2 separate regions of the Gossypium hirsutum genome follow, and region 2 is linked to region 1. A link is a contact called in public Hi-C data. All regions are on one chromosome and are shown on one strand. The core of a region is the stretch at or near the end of the contact, and the rest is flanking DNA. Distances in the headings are between cores, read along the strand shown.

Region 1 (5,686 bases), core at 236-2,735:
CTTTGTTAGAAAAAAAAACAGAAATTAACAAACCAGATATGAGACTCCCATCTGCCAGTTCTTCTATAAAAGGTAACTCCTCTATATTGAGAGCTTCTTGACCTGGGTCCTCTCCTGCTTTTCTTCATGGGCTGAGAAACTTCAACAGATTTAGCATGGGGGAGAGGCTCCGATTGACAGAATTTGACACCAACCCAGTGAGCCCGAGGGAACCCTGGTCCACTTCCGAGACAGTTGGCCCCCATTTCCGGGTCTTGATCCAGCGGGAAAAACTGACGGGTCACTGGAGCCGGGACACTGTTCTCCGTGAAAACTTCTTCACCAGGCACCGGGAACCCAAAAATCATCTTGTTGCTTCGCTTCTTTAAAGCTGCTTTAACCCTCTCTCCCTCTTCTTCTTCCGATCCATCCTCCACCACCACAGCTGACGAGCTCGAATTCGAAACGGACCCGACCCGTTTACCCTTATCTTCATCTCCATCTACAGACGTTTTCTGTGATGAACACCCCTCGGATTCATCGTCTCTAGGTTGCTGATAAGGAGAGTCATTAAGATCCCACATTTTCCCACCTCTCTTTTCACAACTTCCCCTACTTATAATCTTGACGAAACTTGATATGTATCCTTCAAAAGAGAACAACTTAAAATTTCACGATCACCATCTTCTCTTAGAAGTAATCAAAAAGAACAAGAAAAAAACCAGAGATTTCAGAGAGAGAGAGAGAGAGAGAGAGAGAGAGAGGAGAGAAAGAGCTAAAAACTCTCTCTTTTATCTCTCTTTCTCTTTATATATGAAGGTAGAACAAATAAATGAGTAATAAAAGAAAAAGAAAACCTAGGAGGGTTGTGAGTTAGCTAAAAGGTAGTATAGCTAGGAAGGCAAGGGAGAGGTGAGGTTCGCTTAAGTTAGAACACCTTCTATAAACCTGACTGCCCAATACAGCATAGACGAGGCCAGTTTGAGCTAAGCATCCACAATCTCCTTTATTAGTAGTTTTCTTTTCTTTTTTTTTCTTCTCTCTCTTAGCTTTTGTTTTTCTTTTTTTGTACTTTTACTTTCTCTGATAAATGAATGAATGAATGAAATTTGTTTTTGTTTCTAAATAAGTTCAATCTTTCTTTTCAGGCTCTGTTTTTAAAAACTAATATTGAAAAAATCAATGAAATTTGGTGATTAGAGTAGAAGAAGAAGTTGTAAATTTTTAAATCCTTTGGTTTAAACCTAAAAAAGGTAAATTTCGTTGGTTTTATTTAAATTTAGAAATTAGCATAAAACAAAAGCAAAGCCTAAATATGTTGTTATATTCAGAACAGAGGAATAGCAACCGGATTAGTCAAATAGTTCCATATGCTTTGACAAATCTAGTTTTTACTTTTTACCTAAAAAATATATATAAGAATGGTTAAAAAGAAAAAGGGAAAGTAAAAAAAAAAAAGGTGAAGTAGAAGAAAAGGAAGGAGCGTTTGGAAACATAAAAGGAAATGAGAATAATGTTAGGAAAAGGAAAAACTTTCCAGAAAAGTCCCATCCAAGAGTACGGCAAGAGGCCCATCTTTCCTTCTTTCCTTCCATTATCTCACCAATGGATTGCCTCTCCTATTTTCTTTTTACCGTTTTCTCCTTCTTTATTCGCTTACCTTTCGCGCGTCTCTTTTACTTCCTCTTCCCCTTCGCTTCACTTTTCTTTTTCTATTTTTACCAACGCTTGTCCTTTACTTACAAATGGAAGTGAAAAATGCTTTCGCTAGGGTTAATGACTAATGGAAGGGAGTGAAATTTTGATGCAAACATGGTCGCATCCTTTGCTCAAGATTTATTAGTATGTCGGTATTTCACCAATATTTTTATTTGATTAAACATCGGTAAATATCATTTTTAATCATTTTTTGGAGAGAACTTCTTACCTTTTATTTTAATAAAATTGTCGCATTCTGATTTTTTATAGTTAAAATTAATATTTTTAATGATTTATTATTAATTTTCTATAAAAATGCATTTTAACATTTTTCAATGAATAAATTAAATTAATTTAATAAGAGTGATTCAAACCAATATAATAAGATAAAAGGCCTAGCAATATCATATCTTTTGGTGTAAAGCATCAGAAAGATTAAGTACTTTTATTAATGCCACTATAATTTTATCATTGTTAGTTTAGCAAAAATATTTCAAAATTGAAAATGTCTATGTAGATTGGTAATACCTTATTCAAAGATGAATCCATTAAATAAGTCTTAAGCAAAATATTAACTCTAGCTCAACCAATTCCAAAATTATTGTAGCTTTAATTTCATACATTTAAAGTGAATTCTCTCACTAAACATGTTATTCCTACATAGAAAAAACTAAGCTGCATAATAATAACTCAATATACATACAATTTTGTACTCAAAGAAAGGTTCCTAAAAAACATATTTGTCCTCACTCAATGCACCAAATAAAAAAAGGATGAATGACCTTTTAATAAGTCATTAGTGTTGGAGTGTGCCCAAAGATCAATCATGTGATGATTGTAATAACATACTTTTACATAATTTATTAATAAAGGCATTCCTATTATTGTTTTCGGTACTTATTTATGTGGTTAAATAAACTGTATAATGATAATATCAAAAGAATGATGTGATCATGCTTAAATGTCCTCAGTCAAGTATTATTGTAATACCCCTCACCCGACCTGATCATCGAGTTTGAGTTGTAGGATGCTATATTCGTTGCTAGAGCAACTTTAAATTTTTTACAACATTCAACAAATCACATAAGCAAACAAGTGTCATCCACATTCTAAATATGCGTCACAATCATTTCTAGGTCCCATACGAGCTTACAAAAGCTCTTTTGTTAACCCGAGCATGAATTAAGACTAAATTGTAAGATTTTAAACTTCTCGGATCAACGATGCGACTTCACAATCTCTACGTCGTGACACCGCCAACTCAGTAAGTCACATCGCGACTTTATGCATATCGACATCTTGACGTCACTCACTTTTAACCCACGTTGTGATGTTCAAAGTTGGTGGTCGTGACAAGGCCCTTATTTTTGGCAAAAATATCATTTCGTTCCAATTTAATAATATATAACATAACCTAAATGATTCATACATCCTTTTTACAAAAAAAAATAGTTTCATACCATTTCATATCAATAAGATCACATAGCCATTTCAATCAAGCATTGAATATGTCAATTACGAAAAAATCATCTAATGAGTTCCAACTCACCTTTACACCTAAATATACCAATTCTAATTTATTTATAAACTTATTATACCTTACCTACATCACTTTTCAATCCTTAAAAATTCATGCAAATTCATGATCACCCTCTTTAATAACATCAAACATAGCTAAACATGCATCATCTAAGTCATTTATTAACTTAACATCCAAAATCAAGCATCAACTTAGTCACATGGCAAACTAGCAAATGTAAACACAAAAATTACTAAAACCATTTTCTTAGTACATACATTATGTTCACAATTCAAGTGACATATTGGTCATATATACATGCCACAACACTTTAACGAAAAATAAGTATAACTCTATCGATTTGATGATAGTGTGAGTTTCTTTTCGATTCGACTTGGGAGTTTTGTAAGGTGCAATCTACAAGGTAGAGGAAACAACTAAGTTAAGCATTAAGAATGCTTAGTAAGTTCAAATGAAAGATACTATACTTACCTTAATATTATGCAAGTACAAATGCAACCTTAATTTGGTATATTGTTGTTTAGTACAAGGCTTTCAAACAACACCAATACGAGTTTTTAACATTGTCTAAGATCATCAATAGTACATGTGACATAAGCATATCAATTTACAATACTTTTCATGTTTTCACAATTTCATATCAAGCATACATGATTACTAACACAATTCACAAATACCTTTCTTCTTTATCAATTATATAAATGCATCTAATTACAATCAAATCCATTTAATGACAATTCAATTTGATTACTAATTCCATTCCATCCTCTTTTCAAATTTCCAATTTCATTTATAATGTTTCTCCTAGTGAACTATAGTAAAATAAACTCGAATACATGTGTAACACCCCTTAGCCAAGTCCGAGGCTGGGATTGGGCACGAGGTATTACTTGACTTAAACACATGCATACAATCATTTCTGAGTCATAAAAGCTAGATCAAATTTAAAACTTTTCACTCTTAATCTAGAAATTCTTAATATAGGCCTACAAGGCCCAAATCACACTTTAGAAACGATCCGAGATTAATCCGAACACCTTTGAAAACTTTGAAAATTGTCACTTGAAACAGGGGCACACGTTTGTGTGGCCATTTTGACCTGGCTGTGCTGAAGGCCCGTGTGGTTCACACGGCCTAAGCACAAGGGGACATGCCCGTGTCGCTAACCCGTGTGAATTTAATTCCAAATTCGAACCTACAGGGGTTTTCACACGGTCGGGCACATGCCCGTGTCTATATCCCGTGTCCCTCACACAGCCATGACACGCCCGTGTCGTAGCCCGTGTGTAAAAACCTTGACATTCTATTTTTGACGTCAGTAACCAATTAGGGCACACAGTCAAGGCACACGCCTGTGGCTAGAGGCTGTGTTCTCCACACGGCTGAGACACACGGTCATGTTCACCACACAGCTGAGACACACAGTCGTGTCTCTGCCCATGTGTTTACTACCATACATACTGACTTGCAATTTCAAGGTGCAAGGTCACACGGCCAGATAACATGCCCATAGGGCTGACCGTGTGTCGTACACAGCCTAGACACATGCCCGTCCGTCTACCCGTGTGGACAGAAATAAGGCTATCTACCAAGCCTTTTTGCCACCCTTACTTACACTAACTTATACCACATTATTATTACCAATTCCATGCATTAACATAAGGCCAATTCAACCACAACATGATAATTAAAAATAACCCTCATTACACTATAACAATCCAAGCATGCACTTATTCGTTCATGTAATTTGCCCATCCATGAAACATCATCAATTGCATATCATAGATAAATATTAGCCATAATTTGTGGCCTTATACAAAATGAAGGGTTTCATCCCAAGCCAACACATTCGGCCAAATAACAAAGACACAAAACTCAAAAGACAAAGTCTTATACATGCCATATTCAAAATGAAAGAACTAACTATACCAAGCTTCAAATGATAGTGTGAACGAGGCCTTTGACGGTATCTGATCCACAGGCTAATTTGGCGGCACTACAAGGAAAATGAAAGGAAAAGAGGTAAGCATAAAGCTTAGTAAGTCGCATGTAAATAATGAAATAACTATGAGTTACCATAAGGGATCATACTCCCAATATAATTCAATTTGCACGCGAAAGTGAGGATTTATAAATATTAATTGTTCATAGTCATCTCTCACCAAGTATACAAGGTTGATTGAATTCACATTTCATACTTCATGTAAAATACACAGATGGTCATAAGCATAACTTACTCACTTTCCTTCCTTACTAAACATACAACGTAAATGAAGCTCGTATTTCGAAATTCTCATTTAGGTACCTGTACCACTCACCACATGGTCATAAGTTCTCTCATTTCGATATAAATCATAAATCTTTCGTTGAACCATTTAGAATACTACAAGATATTCATTAGCCCTAAACATGGGATAAGATGCCGACGCCATGTCCCAGACATGGTCTTACACTGGCTAGCACATCAAA
Region 2 (5,751 bases), core at 2,615-5,114, 430 kb after region 1:
ACACTAACTCAATAAAAAACTTAAATAATAATATAGATAATACATTTGAATGAGTATATGTCACCCTTAGCTCAGATTGCAATTTTTTCAAAAATCTTTTTATTTCATAAAACAACAAATATTATTTTCAAAGTATTTATTTCCTTTTATATTTTGATAAAAATAGAAAAAAAATTATAGAGAAATGAATCTAAAACACCTTAATTTTCATTCTTTCTACTAATTCAACCAAAGCCATAATTATGCCAATTTATTAGATTTAGACATTAGTCAATTTAAAAGTCACTTATACTTATTTTTTGATACAAAACTTCAGCGGGTTCTTCTTAAATACCGCAGGATGCTCCTATCCAACACTTTGATCAGTTCACAATCAAGCATAAACCGCAGTGCTCTACTTCTGGAAATACTCCTTTTAATTTACCCATACATTCTTAATCATTTAAATTTAATCCAAATCCACCTGTACACAAAGACACAGATATATGCTTTTTACAGTTTAACTGGACACTGAAATCATCATCTGCTATTATTATTACAAAACATTCCACCAAAAATTAGAGTTCTAATTAGGGAGAAAGGAAGAAATTCCTTAAAAACCTTGCTAGCTATATGACATGAACAACAATAATAATAATGCTTTTTAAGGGTCAAAGTAGTTATAATTTAAGTGGAGGCCAAACCAAAACTGATCTTAAACTTGTAATACTTGGTTATTATACTACAAATAAGAAATTTTGAGGATATGAAGGAGTTGGCTTGCCAGGCAGTTCTTCTGCTGTCACTATTGCAAACCAATCTCTGCTTCAATACCGTTTATTTCCGTTTCCTTCGCAATCCCATCCGGGATTTCGCATATCTGGATTGATCATTAAGCAAAACCTAAGAACACAGTAGAAGAAATGCAATGCAATTGAAAATGTATAATGCTGATAATCAAAGGATACTCCAAGCGCATGCCGTCTCCGGCTGGTGATGAGTATAGAATTGTCCCTTGCAGAGAGTTGATTGCACCAGTTGAACAAGCAGTATCCTATAAACAGCATTGCATGTTAAGATTGTAAGTTAGCTTCTTTATAGGTAAAGAAAAAAAATACTCATTCATCACTCCTACTTGCAATGCTAAGAGAAGCGGAGATCATTTGTTCATGCAAATTACAGAGGTTCACAAATTAATGAGCTTTATGCATTCAAACGCCGTATGTCAAAAACCGGAACTTAAATCTGGCCCAAATCACATAGATTGAAAATTGGTCTCACTTCTTCACAACAGCCAACAAAAGGAAAAAAGATGGCCTTTCCGAAAATACACAAAGCCTATCCCTTAAGCCATAACTAGATGAAGTATAACACTTGAGCACCTTGCACATTAAGCTAGAACAAGTGCATTATTCTTATTTATCAAATAGAACTGCTAGTTTTTTCTCAAGTATTTTAGAGAGAGAGAGAGAGAAACGAAGCAAACAAAGAAGCGAATAGACACAACATAGAAACAAGAGAGGAATTACGTACCTGGAAATCAACAAATGCAACTGGAGCTCCATACGTACTCTGCATTTTCAACTTCAGAAACCCAGGGCATCTGACAGAAGAAACAGAAAGTTATACACAATGAGCATATTTTATATGGCAAACTATCTCCTTTTACCTTGAAAATACTTGAATTAGTTCCTCTTCTGTACAACTTGCCCCTAGATTAGCCACAAAAAGTGTCGGACATGGGCTAGCACTCTGCAAAAGTGAGAGACTGTAGAATTATTTTGCTAATGTATATGAGAAAAAAGGGCACTCTAATAATACTTTGCCTAACAAGTTAAGTTTCATTGATAAGATTCACTAAATGATTGAAAAATGCAACCTTTTACTGAACACTTAGTTTGTTTCTCTTCAAGGTTTATTTATTAACAGGCTCAAATTATTTCAATTGCAACCATGATTTGTTAGTCCGGGTTTATCCTTCTACACTAGAATTCTTTCAGGAGCCCTATGGGCTGCCAAGAAGAAGAAAATGGGGTGATAACAAACTAGGTGACAGTGCTATGAACGTGCCAGCTAAATTTACATCTAAATGAAAGATCTGATAACTATTATTTCCTAGGTAGGATGCTTGGTGACAAAAAAACAAATGACATTTTAACCAGGAAAGATCTAGAGACTGTTCCCCATAAAATCCCAAACAAAAGGAAAAAAATACATGGCAACTCACTGATGTATTTTTATTCACAAGTTCAAGCAAAAAGATAGAAGCATTTTACCGATTTCATAGCTGTGGACTCAGCATTGGCATCAACATTTCCCAAACTGAACGGTTGCAAAAAAAAAAAAAAGTATTAGAGAAGCAAAAATCTCAAAAGAAAATCCTTTACTTCAACACTGGGGAGCAGGGCATGAGCCCTAGACCTTTCATTTAAAGTAAACTATGATGTGCTAAGTCATCTAGAAGCAATCACTTCCAAGGAATAAAAATGTGCTCAAGTAGTGCAGATGACCTTTGTGCAGGTGGATAACGAATCATGCTGTAAGCAGAATTACCCATTCCAGACACGTGAACGCTTCCAAAACCTGCTAGTGTCCAAGCGTGTAAAACATGTGCAATGTGAGCTTTAGGCGAATGTGTCCTCCATGTGAGTAACTAATTTATACTTCAAGTGTAACATCATATGAACAATAGACAACATGGATTGAGTAACTTAACCACATCAACCAGCAATGAACACAAAGCTTAAAAGATTGTGGGAACACAAAAAAGTCCAAGCAGAATTCTAGGAGATTATCTTACACGAATCACTGGTAGACCTCGAAAATGATCCCCTCGATTTCTTATTAGAGCCAGTCCATTCTTCATCTATTTGCCATAACCAAACCAAGTATACATTATTCACTATTCAGGTTCAAATTGTTTCAAACATACAGATGATCATATTGCTGAAAATTAAATTAAAAACAAGAAACAGAACAGGCATCAACCTGTTCTAGGGTGCTTTGATCGGGAATTTGATTTCGCAAAATCAATGAACAAAGTTGATCCTTTCTCAAGATCAAACACCATTCCCTGTAAAACAAGGTGCCAAAAGATGGGGCTCTCAACCGATTTCTAAAAGAATTTCCAATGCCAATTTGGTACTTATAAACAAATTCAACTATTCAAAAAATTACCATAATAATTAATCATTTATAATAAAAGTTACGAGTTCGGAGTAGAAATTCCAAATATGATAAAAGCATAGAAGTTCTTACATTAAGCGCCTGCATCGCGGCGAGCGCAGACTGTTGGTCGGAGAAGACAGCAAAAGCGAACGGCTACAACAACCCCAACCATACAATGTCAACGATTATAAAAAATGAGATTCTTAGAATTAATTTGAGAACAGAGGACCTGAGAATTTTGGCAGGTATTGGGGCTCCGAAGATGAGATGATTCATAACCGGGAAATTCGCGGAAAATATTGTAAATCTCGCGGGGCTTAATGTCTTCGGGAAGGCCGGCGATGAAGAGGGTCCGAACGGAGTCATGAGAAGAATAAGCAGCGAGGTGAGGAAGGGAATATGAGGCGAAAGGGGGTGGTGGGGGCAGCGGAGGTTGTTGGTGGGGGATGTAGGAGTGGTAATGGAGGGCAGGGGCAGCAGCACCAGGAGGAGGAGGAGGTGGAGGCGGCGGCGTCACAGCAGGTGGAGGGGTTTGGTAGTAAGGGTAGTGAGGAGGGAGAAGGGCTGAGGGTGGAGGATAGTAGGCAGCCATGTCGTCCATAGCTTTTTTCTTTTGGTCAAATGGCACCGGCCATTGTTAATGTTATTCCCTGTGTTTGTGTCCTAATAATAATAATAATCCAATTAACTAAATTCTTTTTTAGACCTAAGCAGCAGAAAGACAATGTTGGATGTCTCAAATATTTAATATATGAACTCCTATGCCTTAAAATTACAAGTAAAACCATATTCCAATCTTTATTATTAGTTCATGGATCCCACTTAAACCATGAACTTTTATTATCTTCTTAATGTTTAATTGAGTTTATTTCATAAATTTTATTTATGTTTTAGTGTTAATTAATTTTAATTTATTTAATTAAGTTTAATTGTTAATTTTGTATATTAAGGAATATAAATTTATGTTTAATTAAGATGAATGTGGTAAATATTTATTTTGAATATTATTTAGATGAGTAAGTTGAAACATGATTTAATTTGATAAAAATTGAAGGATTAAATTGTAAAATTTGTAAATTTTCGAATTCTAAGGGTTTGAGTAGTGAAATCTGAAACATTGAATAGTAACTAAATTATATGATTATGGAATATGAAAATTTGGAAAGTTAAGCATGAAATAGTAATGTTTGAAACAATAGGGGTTAAATTGTAAACATTTCTAAACTTGAGTTTTAGGACTAATTTACATTGTTTGAGATTTTACAATTTTGAAAAATAGAATATGAAAGCTTAATTGTTCAAAAATCAATGGCTATTTTTTGAAAATTTTAGTTGTAAGTACTAAATTATAAAACCTAGAAATTTTAGAAAAGGGAAAATTTTATAAAATTGTACAAAACGAGGTTTAGGACTGAATTGTAGAATAAGAAAATCTATTTTTGAGGAATTAAATTGTAGACTAGTAAAAATTTGGATTTTTTGGATTAAATTGTAAAAAATATAAAATTAGAATATAAGAGATTGTTTTCTTTGACAGTGAGGAGAACTTCTCTTTTGTTGCTCTGAAAGCTTCCTTTTTTGTTTCTTTGACAATGAAGATAGTGAACAGAGCCTTATCAGTTTGAAAAATGTCTTACGGAAAAAAATTTAGTTAGACATTTTCCTTAAAAAATTTTTTGATTTTATCCTTTTTTTGGAGAATAATTTCCTGTAAAAAAATAAAAATATTTTACGAAAAATATTTACATGTAAACAAATTGACCTTAAATAAAAATAATTCTAAAATTATTAAATGTTAACATACTACACTTATTTAAATAAGTCCTTATACTATTTTTTGTAGCTAAATAAATAGAATCTAATCTATAATTTTTAGCATTTGAATATTAACAAAAAAAATATTTACATTTTGTAAATAATTTAATAAAAAATAATTTATCAAGGTGAGACTCGAATTTAACATCCCACAATATTTATAAAGATAATATTATAAAGAAAAATTGTAGATGATAGACTAATTTTAAGAAGTTAAATAAAAATAAACATATCCATGAGTTGAGCAACTTTTTTGATTTAATAGGTTTGGTTCAAACTCGGGTAAGGATTTTCAAACTTCAAACCAGCCTAGCTAGGCCTAGTTTTAATTTTAAAATTAAATAAAAGAAATTTAAATTTAAATTTTATTATAAAATATATTATAATTACTATGAGAAATAATATAATTTCTAGTCTTTAAACTTGATAACAACTAAACCCACTTTGATATTTGAACTTAACAAGTAGATTTATTTTGACCACTAAACTTAAAAAAATATAAAAATTTGCTAACATGCCCCTCTAATATTGTGCGACATTATTATTTAAAAATTAAAACAAAAAATTCAAATTATAACATACAATCTCAAAATATTACATAACCAAGTCAATGGTTAAACTAATCAAATCATTATTTCGCAATTCAATCAACTCGATGAGTTCAATTAGTAGACCAACAAAAGATATTAAATAAAAAAAATTATTAAATCGATTTAAACTATTCATCTACTAATTTTTATCCTAATTTTTAATTTTTATTAATTTTGAGCGAATTTCAAGTTAATTGAT

Evidence for each region. A called contact is a pair of places that touch in the nucleus more often than the background predicts.
Region 2: a contact with region 1 is called in a Hi-C map of hypocotyl, with 3 times the contacts expected there. The contact joins the promoter of LOC107913371 here to the promoter of LOC107898078 in region 1. A contact is called at or near these places in 4 of 34 Hi-C or Micro-C datasets (callus, hypocotyl and leaf).

Annotation. Positions count from the first base shown.
Region 1 is chrA11:34,870,006-34,875,691 of Gossypium_hirsutum_v2.1, forward strand. LOC107898078 (floral homeotic protein APETALA 2) reads right to left here and starts at 1,486. Exons shown (of 10, transcript XM_016823632.2): 1 at 34-1,486. The coding sequence starts at 563.
Region 2 is chrA11:35,300,985-35,306,735 of Gossypium_hirsutum_v2.1, forward strand. It overlaps LOC107913371 (RNA-binding protein L), which reads right to left and starts at 3,865. Exons shown (of 10, transcript XM_016841937.2): 1 at 3,377-3,865; 2 at 3,238-3,300; 3 at 2,968-3,052; 4 at 2,780-2,845; 5 at 2,490-2,562; 6 at 2,256-2,301; 7 at 1,649-1,731; 8 at 1,513-1,582; 9 at 948-1,033; 10 at 505-859. The coding sequence starts at 3,748. The coding sequence ends at 817.